3 separate regions of the Sus scrofa genome follow, and all the other regions are linked to region 1. Evidence: chromatin contacts called from public HiChIP or PLAC-seq data. All regions are on one chromosome and are shown on one strand. The core of a region is the stretch at or near the end of the contact, and the rest is flanking DNA. Distances in the headings are between cores, read along the strand shown.

What was found. HiChIP or PLAC-seq counts read pairs in DNA pulled down with a chosen protein or histone mark.
Region 2: a contact with region 1 is called in an H3K27ac HiChIP or PLAC-seq map of alveolar macrophages. The contact joins the promoter of TAF10 here to the promoter of LOC110255360 in region 1. A contact is called at or near these places in 2 of 2 datasets of contacts at active chromatin or transcription factors (alveolar macrophages and skeletal muscle).
Region 3: a contact with region 1 is called in an H3K27ac HiChIP or PLAC-seq map of alveolar macrophages. The contact joins the promoter of MRPL17 here to the promoter of LOC110255360 in region 1. A contact is called at or near these places in 1 of 47 Hi-C or Micro-C datasets (heart right ventricle) and 2 of 2 datasets of contacts at active chromatin or transcription factors (alveolar macrophages and skeletal muscle).

Annotation. Positions count from the first base shown.
Region 1 is chr9:2,929,189-2,933,334 of Sscrofa11.1, reverse strand. It overlaps LOC110255360 (interferon-induced very large GTPase 1-like), which reads right to left and starts at 1,887. Exons shown (of 3, transcript XM_021062326.1): 1 at 1,699-1,887.
Region 2 is chr9:3,142,441-3,146,586 of Sscrofa11.1, reverse strand. It overlaps TAF10 (transcription initiation factor TFIID subunit 10), which reads right to left and starts at 2,325. Exons shown (of 6, transcript XM_021062337.1): 1 at 2,166-2,325; 2 at 2,080-2,163; 3 at 1,784-1,938; 4 at 1,477-1,541; 5 at 1,266-1,380; 6 at 885-1,079. The coding sequence starts at 2,310. The coding sequence ends at 990. TPP1 (tripeptidyl-peptidase 1) reads right to left here. Exons shown (of 12, transcript XM_013989454.2): 12 at 3,179-4,146. It overlaps ILK (integrin-linked protein kinase), which reads left to right. Exons shown (of 13, transcript XM_005656596.3): 11 at 14-113; 12 at 221-351; 13 at 533-940. The coding sequence ends at 682.
Region 3 is chr9:3,074,166-3,078,311 of Sscrofa11.1, reverse strand. MRPL17 (mitochondrial ribosomal protein L17) reads right to left here and starts at 2,326. Exons shown (of 3, transcript NM_001244380.1): 1 at 2,123-2,326; 2 at 1,773-1,841; 3 at 453-994. The coding sequence starts at 2,296. The coding sequence ends at 728. LOC106507820 (a long non-coding RNA gene) reads left to right here. Exons shown (of 4, transcript XR_002335515.1): 4 at 2,061-2,150.

The sequences.
Region 1 (4,146 bases), core at 638-3,137:
TATACCACACAATTCAGACACTTCACTACTAGATACCTATCTAAGAAAACCGAAAATGTATGTCCACGCAATGATTTATGTATGGATTTCACAGCAGCTTTTCTCATAACAGCCAAAAAACTGGAAGTACCCTAAATGTCCATAAAGGGCTATCACCAGAGATAACTTTTTATATCAGAGAGGTGTTTGTCTGCATGGCATGGTAAACATTTTTTACCAGTCCTGTGCTGGTCTCTCCTCTTCCTGTGAATTGCCATCCTCCCCTTTGAAGCTTCCTTCTCCTTAGCTCAGGATGGTACGTAAGCCTCAATTGCCTGAGTGCCTTTGACCTTCCTGTTTTGGCGGGGTTCCTGTGAGCATGTAATTAAATTTGGCTTTTTCCTGTTAATGTCTTTTTTTTTTTGTCTTTTTGCCATTTTCTTGGGCCGCTCCCGCGGCACAAGGAGGTTCCCAGGCTAGGGGTCCAATCGGAGCTGTAGCCACTGGCCTACACCAGAGCCACAGCAACGCGGGATCCGAGCCGCGTCTGCAACCCACACCACAGCTCACGGGAACGCCTGATCCTTAACCCACTGAGGAGGCCAGGGATCGAATCTGCAACCTCATGGTTCCTAGTTGGATTCGTTAACCACTGAGCCACGACGGGAACGCCTTCCTGTTAATGTCTTATATCAGTTCAGTTGTTAGACTAGCCAAAAGAAATCTAGAAGGGAATTTCTTTCCCTCCGCTATAACATATTACAGGAGTGCTTCCCAGGACCCTATACCCCTAAACAATTCAAGTTTCTTATTTGTGAAGCCTTCCATTCATCTTCCAGATGGCGTTAATAGCCCTCTTCTCTGTGCTTACCATAGCACCTGTTCCTTACATGAATCATAGGACAGTGTGAAACTTTTCCTGAATCCTTTACTCCTGGAAAGCAGTGATGGTTAAGGAAGTCCATCCACCCTTTGTGTTCTAAGAATTAGCTTATCGCAAAGACCCGCTGCTGCTCCCCGTAAGACTTAGATGAGACTCACGCACGTGTCCCTTTATTTCTTATCTTGAGGCCAGACGCAGACCTTTGAAGTCCCATTCTTGGACTCAGAAAGGATTAGCTGAGCTGTTTGCCCCCCGATCAATTAAAAGGTGCTTGAAACTAAACATAAGTAAAGCTTCTCTCCTTTCTCTAGTCCCCTTAATTTGACCCCCATCTCCTGACCCAGCATGCAACCTCCCCTTCGTGATTCTTCCTAAGAGTACAACAGCCCCTGATCATCTCACTACCTAGAGGTATGTTCTTTGATGCCCCTTTCCCATAGTGGGAGAAAATTCCTTCTGCCTGGCCTTTGAGATGCTTGCAGCTCTATGTTTGTTTTATTTATTGCACTGGTCTCCTTCCCCGTATTGCAATAATTCTCTGAAAGTCCCTTTTTCCCTGTCTAGATTTATTTTTATTTTTAGTATGAATTACCAAATTGTTTAATTTACCAAGCTGTCTTTCAATAGCGCACTCCCTTTCCACCAGATTCGGAGCTGCTTATTGGAGTCCTGAGAATGCCAGATTCTATTTCTGATCATGCCTTAATCTGCCTGTGTTTCCTGGGTTTCTGACGGTCTCTATGCCTGTTTCCATCGAGCTCTGTTTCTGGTTTGGTCTCTGAGTATGTTGTTTTCTCTCTCTGTCTACCTCATTTCCCTCCTTCGCCGTCACCTACCTGTCTTCTTGAAGCCAAGCTCCTGTCCTCAAGGTGCTCCAAAGAGACTAGAGAGAAAGCAGAGAAGGTTCCTTCCTGGAGTCTGGGAGTTTGCAGGCTGAAATCTCCAGCCTAGACTTTCAGCGCCCTCTGTGCTGACAGAGCCTTATTTATCCTCCAAGCCAGAAGTGAAAAACTGGTTTCACTTTTGCTTTTTTTGTCCTAAAAAAAAATCAGCTGATTTAAAGGAATCGGTTGCTGTTTATTTATTTATTTATTTATGTTATGATTCCTAGGTGTTGAAATTACTGCAAATGGAAGAGTAATGGTGTGTGTGTGTGTGTGTGTGTGTGTGTGTGTGTGTGTGAGAGAGAGAGAGAGAGAGAGAGAGAGAGAGAGAGAAGAGAGAGGGAATGGTGGGGTGGGGTGAATTCTGCATGAAGAGCATGGCAGAAACAAGATTGGGAAAGAATTTGGGAGAAGAGATGCGGGCACATTAGGCTGTCTTCCTCAGGGAACCTGCTGTAACTCTTTTTAGTTCTCAAGCCAGTCACCGGAGGACAAACAGGGAAGCATGTGCCCAGGGCTCGTGAAACTTGTTCCTCTCTATTTCCCATAAAAGACCTTCTTGCTAGACTTAGCTGTTTTCCTTGTGGTTGATCTGAAAATTAACAAATTTCCAACAGTGTTTAGATTTGGACGATTCAGCATTAAAGGGAGCTAACTCTTGAAAGCAGTTTGTGTGTTTATGGTGGGAAAGAGAATTTCACTCTTCCGTTTCCTATTAGAGTTTTTAGTAATGTTAAAAATCTGACTGTTTTCTCTCACACCTAAATCCTATGTAAAGCATTATGTTTCATTGACTATTAAATTTCTCCATGATCTAATTCATTATAATGTTGCTTATAGATCAGTACCTCCTGCTTCCTTGTTCTTCTATTTTAAGCTTTCCAGGTCTGACACATGTAGTCTTCCGGGTAAACCCACATTCATCTTCTCCAGTTCTCCGGGAAGTCCTACCCATATCACCCCATAATTCCCCCTCCTGCTCCCAGTACACCTGCAAAACTCCAACTGCGTGGACCGCTCCCGATCGCTTCACGGCTGTCCTCTCAGAGCATTTATCACACTCGCACAGTGCTCCCACCACAGGTGCTGCGTGGTAGCCCTCGATGGTCTCTTACATCCTCCCATCCCCCAAACCTCAAACATCCTACCTCCCTGTGCTCCAACCAGTTGGGGGGGGGGCGGGGTCAGTCTTATTCATCTTTATACCCCAGACATGAAATATATAGATGAACAAAATGTATGGTGATTAAGTAAGGAAATTAGCTTATCTTGCTGAGCTTGTTTCCTCAGTTATATGTGCGGATATTAATAGGTATTTTAGTGAGTTGACATGAGGCACAAAGAAGGTATAGGGGGGCTGGCATGGTGTCCTTCCAATAAGACTTATTTTTTCCCACTTTTAGATTAAGAGCATAGCTGTTTTCTAATAAGCAAGAGTTTTAATGTCTGTCATTAGTTTGAGTTCAGGATCCGACAGTTACTGGTACATTTGCTTGAGTCTTGGGTGGGAGGGTGAGCTAAATAAGGGAGAAGCGGCCAAGTGATGGCATGAGTGTGTACCAGGGGCACTGGCTACCACCCCTGATGTTAATGCGGATAAAACCAGTTCATCTCGCTCAGTGCTTACGTAGCCGAAAGCAGATAGTCAGATATGAATTCTTTTTTCCTGGGTGCATAATTGGTCTGAAGGTCAAATCTATCAGAACCCGGGACGCCAAGTGGAGCATCTGCAGCTGCCGTGTTCCCCCCAGTGTTTCCCTGGGACCTGAGTATAGTTTCTTCTGCATTCGTATGCTGGGCCTTGTATCAGCACCCCTGTCTTCTCTGTTGCTGTGCTCTGGGTCTAGAGATGACAGTCTGTGTCTGAGCCACCTCTGGTTCTCCCAGTGTCAGCAGTTTTCCGTAAATGGTAAGATTCAGTAACTGTATAAATTAAGGAAGGCGGTAAAGCAATCCTATGGGCTCAGAATCAGCTTCACCCACAAGTTCCTTTCACCACGCAGCTCCACCCTCAATGCTCAGTTTCATTTCTTGGTTTTCTTTCACTTCTAAGAAATGCTTTTTTTTTTTCTTTTTTTTTTTTTTTTAAATGAACATTGGTGAAACATTGGTTAGTGAATGTTCTTTGTGAGATTTTTTTTCTGAGCTTTGGTTTCTTTTCTTACTGCCAGTTTTTAACTTGAGTTCTCTTTGAAAAGTTCTAACCCTTTTCTGAAAACTCTGAGGGAAAACAATTGACCCAGCCCTCCCCAGTGAGACTAGAGAGAGACAGTGACCCATCCAGGGGTCCTAACTGGGTCAGGCCAGAGGGGAGCCTAGGGTCCCAGGGAACTTTACAATGAGAGTGTTTCAATTTTGCAGTCTAGGTGCTTCCTCACCCTAACTGCAGCCCTCCTTTCA
Region 2 (4,146 bases), core at 1,076-3,575, 210 kb before region 1:
TTCTCTTCCGCAGATTGACGAGGACATGACTGCCCGCATCAGCATGGCCGACGTCAAGTTCTCCTTCCAGTGCCCTGGGCGCATGTATGCCCCTGCCTGGGTGGCCCCTGAAGGTGAGTGAGGGCTCTACGCCGGGAGGCAGAGAAGGGGCAACTCAGTAGGGACGGGAGGGAGCAGAGGCAGGGCAGGCAGCGGGAACAGTTAGCTCCTGTCCCTCCAGCTCTGCAGAAGAAGCCTGAAGACACCAACAGACGCTCAGCAGACATGTGGAGTTTTGCAGTGCTTCTCTGGGAACTGGTGACGCGGGAGGTCCCCTTTGCTGACCTCTCCAACATGGAAATTGGAATGAAGGTGAGCCCACAGCTGGAGACACTTGAGCTGGGGGACTGGTGGTGGTAGGGACCAGAGCTGCAGTGGGGGCAGGCTCTTTCCACATCTGTTCAACGGTACAGAATCCTGCCTGGAGGGCTAGGGGCCTCTCCCCATGAGACTCAAGTTCGGAGACCCACCTTGTTCTTCCCTGTGTCTGCAGGTGGCACTGGAAGGCCTGCGGCCCACCATCCCACCAGGCATCTCCCCCCACGTGTGTAAGCTGATGAAGATCTGCATGAATGAAGACCCTGCGAAGCGGCCCAAGTTCGACATGATCGTTCCCATCCTGGAGAAGATGCAGGACAAGTAGGGCTGGCAAGTCCTGGCCTGAACTCCAGAGGTGTCAGGACACGTTGTGGGGGGGCAGCTCCCCAGAGCAGCAGGCCTCGGGCTGCCGCCCCTGCCTCCAGTCACGGTACTACCCAGCCGGGGGCCCTCCCCTGCCCCCAGCCCTGCCACTGTGGCCCCGCAAGGGAATGGGCTCAAAGCTTTGTCACTTGCCACACGGTGTCTCCCAGCACGGGAGGGATCAGCCCTGCCTGTCACAATAAAGTTTATTATGAAAACAGGCTGGTGTGGGGACAAGGGGACAGACAAGGACATTTAGACCGGGTGGCTCAGGTGAAGTAGTGCGGCTTCTTCACATTGATGCCATACTCGCTGAGGGCAGGGGTCAAGTCCTCCATGGTCAGAGTGTACTTGCGGTCCTGAGGGAAGAGGGAAGGGCACCAGCTGAACACGGCCATTCCAGGTTTCAGTCCCGGGTGGGTGGCCCTGAGCAGGGCTTCCACCTCCCCTAGGGCTCAGTTTCCTTCCCTCAAAGGGGTCTCAGGATAGCTTAAGCCTCTGCTGCCGCAGGAGGAACTACTGACTCAGGGAGCCTCCCCTCACACCTTGCTCTTGCTTCGGGAGCTGCCAGAGGCCGTGCCCTTCATTTTGCAGTGCTGTAGGGCATCATTGGCAATATCTGAGATGAATTTCTGGGCAGCTAGGGAGATGAGCCGAATTCTAGAGAGAGAAAAAAATGGTGTGAGAAGGCGAAGGAAAACAAACGCCACACACAAGCAGCCAAGGCTCTAGCCTGCCCAGAGGCTGGTTACTCACATGCGTGGGTCCGAGGCCTCAAAACCAGCGCGGTTCAGGTAGTAACCAGTCACTGCATCAGGGATCTGAGAAACCAATTAGACGACCGTCAGTTAATCCTGTGCATTCCTGGGCTGGGCGGGCGGGTGAGGGAGTGGAAGCCAGCCCCGGTTATCAGGAAGCTGCCAGTTTGTGTGGACAGAAGGGATCAATCACGAGAGCTAGCGGGGCAGTAAATACAGGAGGAGGAGGACGCTGCCGATGCAGGTGGTGTGGCCCAAGTTGGCGTGACAGCGGGCAAACAGCCTGGCTCGGGCGGGAAGCCCACCGTAGGCGTGTAATCCTCCAGCTGCATCAGGAAGTCCACCAAAGGCGTGCTGGACACCACCGGCTTCACGTCTCCGTTGGCCGCGCTTGGCAGCACGTACACCCCGTTAGACATGGCCCCCTCCGGGGGCGCCGCGCCGCCCGCCGACACCGGAGCTGGAGGAGAACCAGCCAAGTGAGACACGGAGGTGGGAGCGCGGGGGCCCAGCGGGGTCTCTGCCTTGCACCCTCCGCCCGCACCCGCCGCTGGGCCCAGCCCGAGGCGCTGCCCTCGCCCTCACCCGGCCCGGCCCTCACCCGCCCCGCGCCGCTCGGCCGGCTCCCCGGCCCGCGCCGCCACGGGCCCCGTGCCCCCGGCCGCAGCTCCGGCCCCAGGCCCCCAGCTGTCCCCGCGGGGCTGGCCTTATTCTCCGCAGCGGTGCCGGCGGGCAGCGCGGCGGGGGCCGAGACCGCGGGCGCCGGGCCCGGGGCCGAGGCGGCGGAGGCCGGCGCCGCCTCGGGGTCCGCGCCGGAGCCGCTGCAGCTCATCGGGCCGGTGGGAGAGGCGGCGAACAGAGCCGCTTCCGCTTCCGCTCACGTTACGCACCAGCAGGGGTGACGTCACGCGCCTCGAGCCCCGCCCCGCCCCCGCCCCTGCCGCGCTCGCTCCTCCCTTTGGCCTCCCGCCTCTTCTCGCTGCCTCTCCGCTCGCTGCTGCTGGACAAAGGCCGGAGGGCGGAGACCGGGCGCGGACATTTCGGCTCCCGTCCCCCGTCCTTCTAGCCTGTTCCGCTGGAATGGGAGTCCTCGAATGTCGCGAACTCGCTTCTGCGGGTCTCAGGCCTCCTCACCCAGCCCTGCGCCTTGCTTTGGGGCTCATCGTCCCAACAGCTCTGGACCACCGGTCGCCTGCCAGTTGACATCCTTTCTGATCTCCTTATTCAACCATTTAAGGGTTTGCTGTGGAGTTGAAAGCCAGCCGCCCAGAAGTGAGGGCAGCAGTATAGCTCATAGTGCTGCTGCAGATGGGGAGGGAGGTACTGTCCGCCCTCCGTATAGGTGGGGAGGGCTGGACAGGATGGGTTCCTGGATTCCCCCCCCCCCCCCCGCCCCGCCATCACCATGGATGCCGAGATCCGTGGATGCTCAAGTCCCTTATATAAAATGGCAGAGTATTTGTTCACTTTTAAGTTATCTCTGGATTACTTAAGAGCACCTAATACAATGTAAATGCTCTGTAAGTAGTTGCATGGTCAGTCCCACTTTTGTTTTTTATAACTTTCTGGAATTTCCCCCCCTCCCCGGAATATCTTCAATTCGTGGTTGAATTCATGGATGCAGAACCGGAGGGTACAGAGGGCTGACTGTCTTTCAGCCTGAATAAACAACATGTGCAAAATCACAGCCAGTGAAAAAGTAGTGTTTCCAAGGCAGCAAATTTATTTAATTCCTATTTGCCAGTCCTGAGCTAGGGCCTGCTTATACAGAGTTAAGTAAGACAAGATTCTAGTCTTCTAGGCACCAGTGGTCTTGGAAAGGGAGGCAAACAGGTAAACTGGCAATTTCGGCACGATGGGGTGTTTCCAATACTGGAGGCAGACACGGCACGCGGGCAGGGATGGCAACTACCAGCTGCGGCCTACTTCTTTGTGTCCAGGGCCTTCTATCAACTTTATTCTATTTTCTGATTCCCTGAATACTATGAAAGGTAGGTATCAATATCCTCACTTAACAGATGAGGGAAAAGGCTCAAAGAGATGAATTTACTTGCCCAAGGCTCTTTCCTAGTCTGTAGCAGAACCAAGAATCAAACAGGTTTGGTGTTAAAAATCTGGGATTTTTTTGCCATACCAAAATCAACTAGCTTCAGGGAGCCAACAGTTTCATAAGAGAAGGGGACTTCCGAGCTGAGTCTTGAAAGAAGTGTGGAATCAAGCAGGCAGAGGGGACCAGGGCAGTGTTAAAATGGTACGGACGACCTTGAGCAAAAGTGAATGTGTGTATGGGGAGAGCGGGGAAGAATAAATTTGTTACCCAGGAACAAACAGCAAGGAAAGGATTAGGTTTGTGAGTCGTGATAAAAAGCCTGAACTCTATCCAATCGTCTTCAAAAGGTCTTAATTAATTAAATGACCTCATGGGAATTGGATCTTAGTCTGGTAGATGGATTTTGGGGGGTCATGACCATAGCATGCAGTAGCTCCTGCACCAGGGATCACACCCGAGCCACAACCGGGAGCACAGCCGCAGGAGTGACCACATCAGATCCTTAACCATTAGGCCACCAGAGAATGCCCTGCTGGATGGCTTTAAGGAAGGACGGGAAGTAAGGACACTTCTTACAAAAGGGCCTCTGCAATTCAGAGAAGAGAGTATGGCTCAAAG
Region 3 (4,146 bases), core at 1,077-3,576, 140 kb before region 1:
GCTAATCTTCCTCCCGCTTCACCCCTCTCCTTCACCCCTCCACTCCCACCCCAAGAGGAAGGAGCTTATCCTGGATCAGCACCCTCTATTGAATGCTTCCACTTACTTGGCCAGGGTGGTGGCACATCTGGGTTCTTGAGTCGTCTCCTGAGGCCCGTTCAGAGACTGAAGGGAGACATAAGCGTACGTGCTCCTGCCTAGAAACCGAGGAATGGCTAGAGTGTTCCCTGAAGGTTCCTAGGGTACCAGATTATTTTGGAAAGTTTGCTTCTAGGTGTTCACTCTCCCACCCGTGAGGAAGTCATCTTTCTCTAAGAATTCGCAGGGGCTCAGTGTCTATGTGTTAGATATTAAAACTCAAATCACCTTTGGGGGCCAGGCTGGAGTTACAGGATACACATCCCACATAATCTGGCATTAAGAAAAAGAAAACGGTGCCAACTCAACCCAGATTTAAGAGCCAGAAACAAGCACCATGAATTTACTGTCTCACAGAGACCGAGCGTGTTCTGGTTCTCCAGAAATCCCGAGGGGAGAAAAAAATCAGTTTACATATACTCATACAAGGAACTTGATCTATTTTGCAAAGATTATCTGGCTCCCAGAAGGTTCTGGGCTCCAATAAGATGGTCTGTTTTACAAGGCTAGCTCCAGTTCTTAGCGATTAAAAGGCTCCCAAGCCCTGGGATCCTGGGCACTGATGAGGGCTGCACACTCTTGGCTCCAGTTAAACTGCTGGTGTTTGAGCTGTGTGGCTGCTTGCTTCCTGGTCCTGCCGCAGTCCCTGGAGTAGTTGGTTTAGGAGTGTAAGGTTGCTGTCCCTGCGAGGCAGGGGCAAAGGTGGCAGACAGTTCCCTTTATACTCGATCACTGCCATCTTGGCCCGATCCTGCTCATTCCGATTTGGGATCTGCAGCATTCTCGTGTAGCCCCCATTCTGACCTTGGAACCGAGGGGCCAGTACTTGAAACAGCTTTGGGATCAAGTCTTTCTCCTAGAGGGGGAGTTATCCAGGAGAGAGCAGAGAGTCAGGCACACACTGTAGAGAAATTTCACTTTCAGCATTCTCAAAGGTAGGGTCCAAACACCAACACCCTGCCCGAAACTTCCTCACGGAGAACTTCTGTGTGTTGTCAAAAACGACAGAGGGTACTGTATAGCGCAGTGAACTATACCCAGTCTCTTGGGTAGACCACGATGGAAGAAAATATAGGAGAGGAGTTCCCGTCGTGGCGCAGTGGTTAACGAATCCGACTAGGAACCATGAGGTTGCGGGTTCGGTCCCTGGCCTTGCTCAGTGGGTTAAGGATCTGGCGTTGCTGTGACTGTGGTGTAGGCCGGCGGCTACAGCTCCGAATGGACCCCTAGCTTGGGAACCTCCATATGCCGCGGGAGCGGCCCTAGAAAAGGCAAAAAGACAAAAAAAAAAAAGAAAATATAAGAAGGAGGATATATATATATATAGATTCCCACATATACATGAGACTGGGTCACTTTGCTAAACAGCGGAAATTGGCACAACACTGTAAATCAACTCTAGTAAAATTTTTTTTTAAAAGAGGCAAGAAAAACACAGAGGGGATTAGTTACAGGCAGTTGTGTAGATTCAGATTCCCGTTGAATTCAATGATCTCAGGACACACATCTCTAGTTTACATCTGTCCTTAAGGGCATGGCATGACTAAGCTTATTTCTGCCCGGTTCCCTCTCCTCTAACAACCCCTCCGACGTAAGGAGCCAAGGAAGACATGTGGGAGACAGGATGCGCTCACCGTGAGCCAGAAGTCAGCCATGCGCATGGCTCGTTCGTTGGTGTCTCCCAGCTTCCCATAGTCGATGAGCTGCGAGGACACAAGAACTTACTCAACCCGAGCAAGAAAAGGGGGCCCATCTTACCTCCCGAATGCCAGACTGCAACGCATCATGCTACGAGCAAAGCGTCTGGATAAGGCGGGCCTCACCGGCCTTCCACGTGCGGGTCAGAGGGGTGGACTCGGCTCGCGGTACTCGCGGACTGAGACCTCGCGCAGGGCTTACGAGGCGTCTCAATTCTTCCCCAGCTCCCGCCGGACCCGCCCCCGGAGGCCCGACCTGACCGGAGCAAGAGGGTCCCTCCGCTCACCTTCTCCGCGTAGCCCCTCAGCTCGTCCACGCGTGCCCATGACGCCTCGATGCGTTCGTGTCGCACCAGTCCCGTAAGCAAGTTCTGCAACAGGTGGATGCGGGACTCGGGACCAAGGCCCAGGCGGCGGAAGACGCGGCCGTGGGAGATGGCGGCGGCCACCGACAGCCGCATCGTCCCGACTTCTCCCCGCCCCCGGGAGGCCGGAACCGGAAGCTCCGCGAGGTGCGCGGAGAGGCGGAGCCGGGAGGACGCATGCGCCGTAGGCAGGTGCGTGGCGGACGTGTTTGCGCATGTGTAGCGGAGCCTGCCTCGTTGGCAGCCTGGGGGAGGGCGGGGAAGGGGCGTCGACCTCTCCCTGAGGAGGCGGGCGGCGCGGCTCCGGCCCGGGAGCGCCGCCTGGTGTGAGGGAGCCGGCCTCGGGTTTCTCGCGTGCTGCGCCCGTCGTCCTGCAGGGCGCTGGAAGCTCCGCCTGCAGCCGGCTCGGAAAGTGAGTACCTGAGGGGAAGGCGCCGGGCGGGTCGCGGTCTCTCGCGCTGGCGCCCTGCCCGCCCCCGGCCGCGGCGAGGTCTGACCCCCTGAGCGGTCCCTTGTTAAAGAAACTTGTTTTCCGTGGTCGTGGTGCCGTGAGTGGAATAACACTGAGAGGAAAGAGACCCAGACGGCGAAACTTTTCTTTGAAGGCGTGCCGTCATCCCAGTTCCAGAAGAATTTCAGCACCGCTGCGGCTCTGCCGATTGGCGGTGCCTTCGTCACAGCTGCTTGTGGATTCCCTCGTCCCCTCCGCAAAGGGGGAGCCGGGTCCTACCCCGTCCCACACCTCCTGCCCCGCCCTCTGGGCCTCAGGAGGTGCCCTTTTAAAAGTGAAATAGAGCCCTGGCGTTCCCTTCGTGGCCTCGATGGTCAACGAATCTGACGAGGAACCGTGAGGTTGCGGGTTCCATCCCCGGCCTCGCTCAGTGGGTTAAGGATCCGGCGTTGCCGTGAGCTGTGGCGTAGGTCGCAGATGTGGCTTGGATCCCCTGTTGCTGTGGCTGTGGTGTGGGCCGGTGGCAACATCTCTGATTCGACCCCTAGCCTGGGAACCTCCATGTGCTGCAGGGGTGGCCCTAAAAAGACCAAAGACAAACAAAACAAACAAAACAAAAACCCAAAAAACAAAACAAAACAAAAAAACACGAAAAATAATAGAGCCCTGCAGATCAGATGTCATTAGTTAAGATCAAGTCTTACTGGGCTGGGGTGGGGGCCTAATCCCAAATGCCTGATGTCTCAGAAAAAGAATCTATAAGGAGAGACAGTGACCCACAGGGGGGATACCATGTGGCGGAGAAGGCAGAGAGCAGAGCTGTCCAGTTGTAAGTCGAGGGTTTTCTGGCAAACCTCAGAAACTAAGAGCATGGTTTGGAACAGATTGTTCCCTGGATCCTTCAGAGAATGCAGCCAGTGGACAGGTTCATTTACATATTTTTTTGATAACGCATATTTAGATTTGTTGTTCTGTCTTTCTCTTAGGTTAGCAGAGAAGGCTTGTTAATTTTAATTTTGAAGTTTCTTTTGTTGGAAGTAACACACATACAAATACAAAAAGTCTTAAACATATGGATATGTTGGTAGAGATTTATACACACTGCACTTCACAATAAGCCCCAGAAATTACAATGTTGTCTGTGCCTTGTTCCTTTGGGATCAATTACTTTTTTTGTCTTTTTTTTTTTTTTTTTTAAGGGCCACACCTGTTGCATATGGAGGTTCTCAGGCTAGGGGTTGAGTTGGAGCTATAGCTGCCAGCCTACACCACAGCTACAGCAATGCTGGATCCAAGCTGCGACCTACACCACAGTTCATGATCCTTAACCCACTGAGCAAGGCCAGGGATCGAACCTGGGTCCTCATGGATACTAGTCGGGTTCATTAACCACTGAGCCACGACGGGAGCTCCATTTTTGGGATCAATTTTTACAGCTTTCAGTTATCTTCACATTCCACTGTTAATATCATCATCTGAAAATTCATCATAAATT